Regions from separate parts of the Callithrix jacchus genome. Here region 2 is linked to region 1. Evidence: chromatin contacts called from public Hi-C data. All regions are on one chromosome and are shown on one strand. The core of a region is the stretch at or near the end of the contact, and the rest is flanking DNA. Distances in the headings are between cores, read along the strand shown.

Region 1 (3,294 bases), core at 374-2,873:
CTAAGCTTTCACCTAGCTTCAGGCATGCTGAATGAATACAATGTAACTAAAACCAGAAATCTGGCAATTTACTTGGACACCCTTGCCTGAATCCTTACCTTCAAATTCCACTGTTAAGACCACTGTATCCAATTCTGGTCAAAAAAAAGAATAAGCATATAACCTACCTCATGGGATCTAAACTTAGTGTTATCCAGTTTTCGAACTGCATAGGTCATATCTTCTTTCCGTACAAACTCCACGACACCAGTGCCATCTCGGTAAACATCAGCATAACATACATCACCTGCTTCACGCATGTGATCCTTTAAATCCTGCCAACTTCCACTTGGAGGCAGTCCTGAAAAAGCGATTTTTTTTCTTAGTATCAATTATCTTAAATTTCACGTTAAGCTGATAAGGTACATTAGGACAAAGAGTACTTTAAAATACTTAATAGTTGTACTTAAGTGATACCAGGTAAAGAGCTGGTAAGATTCTGGAATCCAGAGTCCAAAATTATTTGTAACGGATCTTCGTATCTAGTACCGCAACCTAATTTGGTAAATCACCACAGCAGCAATCCTCGTTTATTAAATTCACCCAAAAACTAAAGCAATTTAAGACCTAGCATGAAAAATTTGCAATTGTTAAACCGGTCACGCAAGAGAAAATTTTTAAGTAGTTTCCGTCCCTTCACATCAACCACACAACCGGTAGACTTACCAGAGACAACCACTCTGTTTTCAGACCGCCTGGATGGGGGGCCATAGCGACCTCGGGGAGCTCCGCCACCTCCACCCCCGCCGCCTCCTCGGCCTGTTCCACGGCCGCTTCGAGGAAACTCCACCCGCAGACGATATCCATCGTAATCATAGCCGTCGCGACCATACACCGCGTCTTCCGCGTCCCTGCGGGATCGTAGACAGTAAAAGGCATGAGAAAGACCAGGAGGAGAAGATCGCTCAGTCGGGAACCAGCGAACCCCCCGCACATGCGCACCCAACGTGGAAGAGCCCACATGCGCCGCATAATGGGAATGACCCCTCCCCCACCCAGAAACACGCCAGGCTCCCAGCCACTACACCAGCCCTCAGCGCCTCAGTTTCCCGCTCCAGCCTGCGAATGGGCTCCGGGGACGTCCAAGGCGAGGCGCCAGAGAAGCCACACCAACTCAGCTCCTCACTCGACTCCTGCATGGGCGATACAGTCTCGCCCCATCCTCTCTAAGAGCCCCCGCCTTCCCGTTCTCTATATTAAGGCCTTGGAGTCTTCCCCGACCACTCGGACCTATTTCCTCAAGGCTGCAAGCCCCATGCCGCCTCACCGCGGGTCCTCGAACTCAACGAAGGCGAAGGGCGGTCCCCCGCGGCGATTCTTGAGATCGATGTCGCGGATAGCGCCGTATTTGTAGAACACGTCCTCAATGTCCTTGGTTCGGATGTCTGGAGGTAAGTTACCCACGTAAATGCGGCAATCGTTGTTCCCTGCGGGGCCACGAATCACACCACCTCCCGACATGGCGGCGACGAAAAACGTGGACTCGAGAACGGGCCTTCCCACCAAGCCTAGCGCACGGCAGAGCAAGCCCGCAGCGGCACCACGTCTCCCGCGGCCCCTCCAAAATGGCGCCTTTATCAGTTCGGCGCACGGATATGGGGGGGGGGGGAGACAGAGGAAGAGAAGCGGAAGGAAACAGCGATTCGATCCCAACACGCACGCGCTGCGAAGACTACGTTCAACGTACGCGCGCGCACGCACGCGCGACGTCACCCTCCGCACGAAGGGGGAAAAAAAGTCCCCCGCGTTCCCGGCTTGGGGTGGTTTGCGAATAGAGTGGCCGTTTGGTAAAAGTTAAATAAAGAACTCTCTCTAAAGGAGCTAGTCTTCCAGGTCGGGTCTTGAAGGACAGTCAGTTTCCCCAGGAATGAGGATCTCTGAAAGCAACTCGGCGCCTTGAAAGGACTTGGTGAAACCTAGCCTAGAGCCTTGTCCCACCATGCTCTGCGGCGATAACGGCCTTTGGCGGGAAGGAGTCTCGGGGGCGGGGCCAAAGGGGGAGGGACCGGGCGGTTGCTCCGGAAACCCAGGCATCCTTGTAGAGTGCGTCTAGTTCAGAGCTGAGGTGCCATTGGAGAGCTGGGGCGTTGGTTTGTCTTCCCTCTCCTCCTGCGAACAGGGCGTGGCTCCTTAGACAATGAGATTTGTCTAATTTAGCAAAACCGATTTCGATTCCTAAATAAATCCTCTTCACTAAGTACCGTTCCACCTTCTGGTCAGAACTTTGCATAGCTTAGTTCAGCACTCCTTGTGCTTAGTCGCGGTGGGTAGGTCGTACTAGCTATCCGGAAGGGGTGAAAACACCGTACCGCCTCTGGGACCCACACCTCTGTATCTCTTGTTAGTCGCCTATCCGTGGGACTGGCGCAAAAGATTTGCAAATTTGTTTCCGTTGTTTCCTTTCAAATAAAGAGAAGGAAGAAGGGGTGCGTGTGTGCAGTTTTCCCTAAAAGTTACTGATATACCAGGTTTTGAAACTACCAGTCCTCTCAGGTAATAAAATGGAGCGAAATGGATGTGAGAACCGTAACCACTAGAGACCGCGGTTGCTACTCAGGACTGTGATCTACTTGCCTGCAGTCTTGGGAGATAATATTTTACATTTTTTTCCGACGTCTAAAATCTAGATTTTTTATGTTAAATCCAGGGATTTTTAAGGTAATGAATTCAAATTAAAATCAGGCTGGGCGTGGTAGCTCACGCCAGCACTTTGATGGGCGGGTCACATTGAGGTCAGTAGTTCAAGACCAGCTTGGCCAACATGGTGAAAACCAATCGCGGTGGCTCACGCCTGTAATCCCAGCACTTTGGGAGGCCGAGGCGGGTGGATCACGAGGTCAAGAGATCGAGACCATCCTAGTCAACATGGTGAAACCCCGTCTCTACTAAAAAATACAAAAAATGAGCTGGGCATGGTGGCACGTGCCTGTAATCCTACCTACTCGGGAGGCTGAGGCAGGAGAATTGCCTGAACCCAGGAGGCAGAGGTTGCAGTGAGCCGAGATCGCGCCATTGCACTCCAGCCTGGGTAACAATAGAGAAACTCCGTCTCAAAAAATAAATAAATAAATAAATAAAAATAAAAAGCCAGGTGTGGTGGCGGGCGCTTGTAATCCCAGCAGTTTGGGAGGCTGAGGCAGGCCGACAGATCACAAGGTCAGGAGTTTTGAGGCCAACCTGGCCAATATGGTGAAAGCCTGTCTCTACTAAAAATATAAAAATTAGCTGGGCATGGTGGCGTGCGCCTGTAGTCCC
Region 2 (3,294 bases), core at 544-3,043, 160 kb before region 1:
AAGATAAAGTCTTGATCTGTCACCTGGGTTAGAGTACAGTGGTATAATCTCAGCTCACTGTAACTTCTGCCTCCTGGATTCAAGCAATTCTCTTGCCTCAGCCTCCCGAGTAGCTGGGATTATAGGTATGGGCCACCATGCCCAGCTAATTTTTTTTGTATTTTTAGTAGAGACGGGGTTTCACCATGTTGACCAGGATGGTCTCGATCTCTTGACCTCGTGATCCACCCGCCTCGGCCTCCCAAAGTGCTGGGATTATAGGCGTGAGCCACCACGCCTGGCCATTGACTAAACATCTTTTACAGTGTGTTCAACAAAAAGCTGAACTAAAAAAAAAAAGGAAAAACTATTGCCACTGAGCTTAAGAAAAAGAAAAAACAAGAAAATGGATGCTAAAAAAAAAAGAAGGAACACATGATGTTCCTTCAAATTCCTAGTGATTTTTATTTTTAAATCTCTTAGACTTTTAACCATCTTTTTATCTGAGTGGCTTCAAAGATCTGGACTACTAGCTCCATAGAACTGTTCCTCCTATCTCCACTGGGGGAGAAGGCACAATGACCATCATAAGCTTGGAGTCAGAGATGTGATTCCCAGATCTGCCACCCTCCTATGTTTTTAATAATTACAAGAATTTGGCTAATTTCCTTGAGCCTCGAAGTCTTCTTGAATAAAATGGAAACAAGAATACCTACCTTATAGGTTAGAGTAAGGCCTACTAGAGAATGAGATAATGCTTACAAAGAGCTTGGAACAGTGCCTGGCACAAAGCAGATGCTCAGAAACATGCAGCTATAATTGCAATGATTTCTCAGTAGCTGGGCTCCAGATTCCACTTTTCAGAACTTGTTTCACTATGGGGAAGGAGTGCTGTTCCCCAATTTGGCTAGATAAGCCTTCCCCACAGGGTAAGCCCCTATCTCAATGTCATATTTAAATTACCAGACTGCTAGTGAAACCTTCCTTTCTGAAGTTCTGTTGCCTCCCGTATACTATAGGGCTTTGCACTCACGCTCTGATCCGATCCTCGTGGTACCAGATGTCCTGGATGGAAGCTTTGGCTTTGCCATATCGCAAGCGGGGCCTACGGAAGATGGGCTCTCTCAGAGGGGGAAAGGCGTTATATACGTCAAACCACAGGGGCTTCTCCTTCAGCACCCCAGCCCGCATCAGGTCCCGAGTCCTTAGGGAGGGAGCAAAACGAAACTCGGTCACTGGCAGTAGCCTGCCAAAGCCCCTGAATCAGTCTAGCACAGCTTGGGACATTAAAGGTATCATGCGGTCTGCAACACAGAACGGGGGAAGGACTGCTCCCCACCTACAGGGAAGGTCTGTCCCACATCCCAAACCAAACTAACAACGCTCAGGGGTTAAATCCCTCTATCTTCTTTTGTGCGTCCCACCCACGATCAGTCACGGAAAAATTCAAGAGCGGTCTAGTCAGGCCCATCAGGCTCTTCCTTCCTTTCTCTTCCTAGAGACCTCCACTAGAAGAGGGACAGCTGTAATAATCTTTAACGTGACACATAAGTTCAAAGAGAGGCATCGTCAGACACAACTATTCCGAGCCAGGAGAGAACATGAGAGAGGGCCTCACCCGGCTCAGCCCCCGCACCCTGCAGAACGCGTCCCCCCTGCTCAGGTCCCCCCCAAGGAAGAGCGTGACCGGCTGAGAACCCCAGCCTGGGAAAGGCACCCTCAGCCCACCGCGGCTCGTAGCACACACCGCGAGAAGATGCTCCCTACGGTTTCCAATCGACTGCCTGCCATGATGAGCGCCTGAGACAGAGTGTGACTAGCTGCTACCGGAACCGGAAGCGGCTGCGCCAGGTAAAGGGCTCAAAAGTTGCTAGCCGAGCCAAGGATCACTGCGCTTTCACTGCAGGAGAGCAGCGCAGGCAGAAGCAAGTGATAGGCCGAACGGGAGCGTTCTGAGGCTACTTGCCAGGTTAAGGCAGGAGCATTCGATAGCAGAGCCAAAAAGGCGGAAGCGAGCCAAAGCCGGACAGAAGTAGTAAATGACCGAGCTGGGGGAGGGATTCATTATGGTGGTTACTTCATTCATTCTTTCCTTGTTGAGCCAACTCCTCTGAAAAGGTGGGGCCGCGCGGAGGGGAAATAATGAGTCACAGCGGGGGTGAGGCTCAGCCTAAGTCCCGGGGAAGCCAACAAAGGCCGAGATTTGAGGTCACCATCTCTTGGCCCAAGCTTAGCCTGATGCTGTTCAGAGTCACAGACTACGCAGAAGAAAACCAAGGCCAGGGAGGGGCCGTCACTTGCCCAGGGTCAAGCTAGGCTAGATCTCGGGCCTCCGCCTCTGTGTAGTGCTCCCCACTCAGCCCCTCGTCCTCGGAGTGCCACCTGCATCCACGCTAACTGGGATACTGGCTGCAACTGGTGTTTCCCGAGGCCGGTGTCGCGGGCTAGCTCCTCCTTGGAGCTCGAAAAGTGAAAGTGTCCGGAACAAACAAACGGCGAGAAGGAAACGAAAAAATCTGGAGAAAGTCATCTCTCAGTGTTAAGCTGTAAAAAAAAAAAAAAAAAATGCAAGCTGTGTGTGCATAACCTTTGATCCAGTAATCATATTTTGGGGAAAGAACCCCACAGAAATTAAAGCATCATTTCATGAGGATGTTTGCGCAGGGATCATCGTTGCAACATTGTAGTGGGGAAAGAAAAATCCATCAGATGAGAAATGTCTGGAAAATTATTTTTCATACCTTTTTTGGAATCCTATGCAGCTATTAAAATGAATGAGCTAGATCCATATGTATTTACCTAGGTTAACGTACATGATTTATGTTTAAATGATAAATGAAGTTTCAGAGAAACATGTTTAATGGAATCTCAACTCATAAGAAAAAGAAAACACTTCTATGTATGTTTGTGTTTTGAGGATAGAAATTCTGCAGAAGGACACCCAAGGGTGTAAACATTGAATATCTCGAAGTGAAATTGCAGGCAGGGAAGGGAGACTTTTTTTTTTCTTTATGTATGCCTCAGAGCCTGACTTGTCAAGAGTTTGTATTCATATTTGAACTTTTAATCCAGTGAATGTTTTGAATCACACACAATATCTCCTGGGAACCAAGTCAAGTCATCCTAGAATCCTCCCACTCTGAGGCTGGTGAGGGGGAGGAAGGACTGTTTGATGAGTAGTTACTGCTCTTGTGTGTTTATCTTACTGAATCCACATACCTTCCCACAAGGTAGCTATTAACATCCTCATTATAGATGAGAAAGCACGGCCTCAGGAAGTTAAATAACTTGTCTGATAAGCAACTGATAGAGTCA

Evidence for each region. Hi-C and Micro-C count contacts between places; a contact is called where the count stands out from the background.
Region 2: a contact with region 1 is called in a Hi-C map of skeletal muscle, with 4 times the contacts expected there. The contact joins the promoter of MRPS23 here to the promoter of SRSF1 in region 1. A contact is called at or near these places in 3 of 3 Hi-C or Micro-C datasets (induced pluripotent stem cells and skeletal muscle).

What each region holds. Positions count from the first base shown.
Region 1 is chr5:108,329,090-108,332,383 of calJac240_pri, reverse strand. SRSF1 (serine and arginine rich splicing factor 1) reads right to left here and starts at 1,623. Exons shown (of 6, transcript XR_013535848.1): 1 at 1,307-1,623; 2 at 706-890; 3 at 168-340. LOC128932145 reads left to right here. Exons shown (of 2, transcript XM_054256231.2): 2 at 1-2,450.
Region 2 is chr5:108,484,268-108,487,561 of calJac240_pri, reverse strand. It overlaps MRPS23 (mitochondrial ribosomal protein S23), which reads right to left and starts at 1,793. Exons shown (of 5, transcript XM_008997311.5): 1 at 1,727-1,793; 2 at 1,013-1,084. The coding sequence starts at 1,770.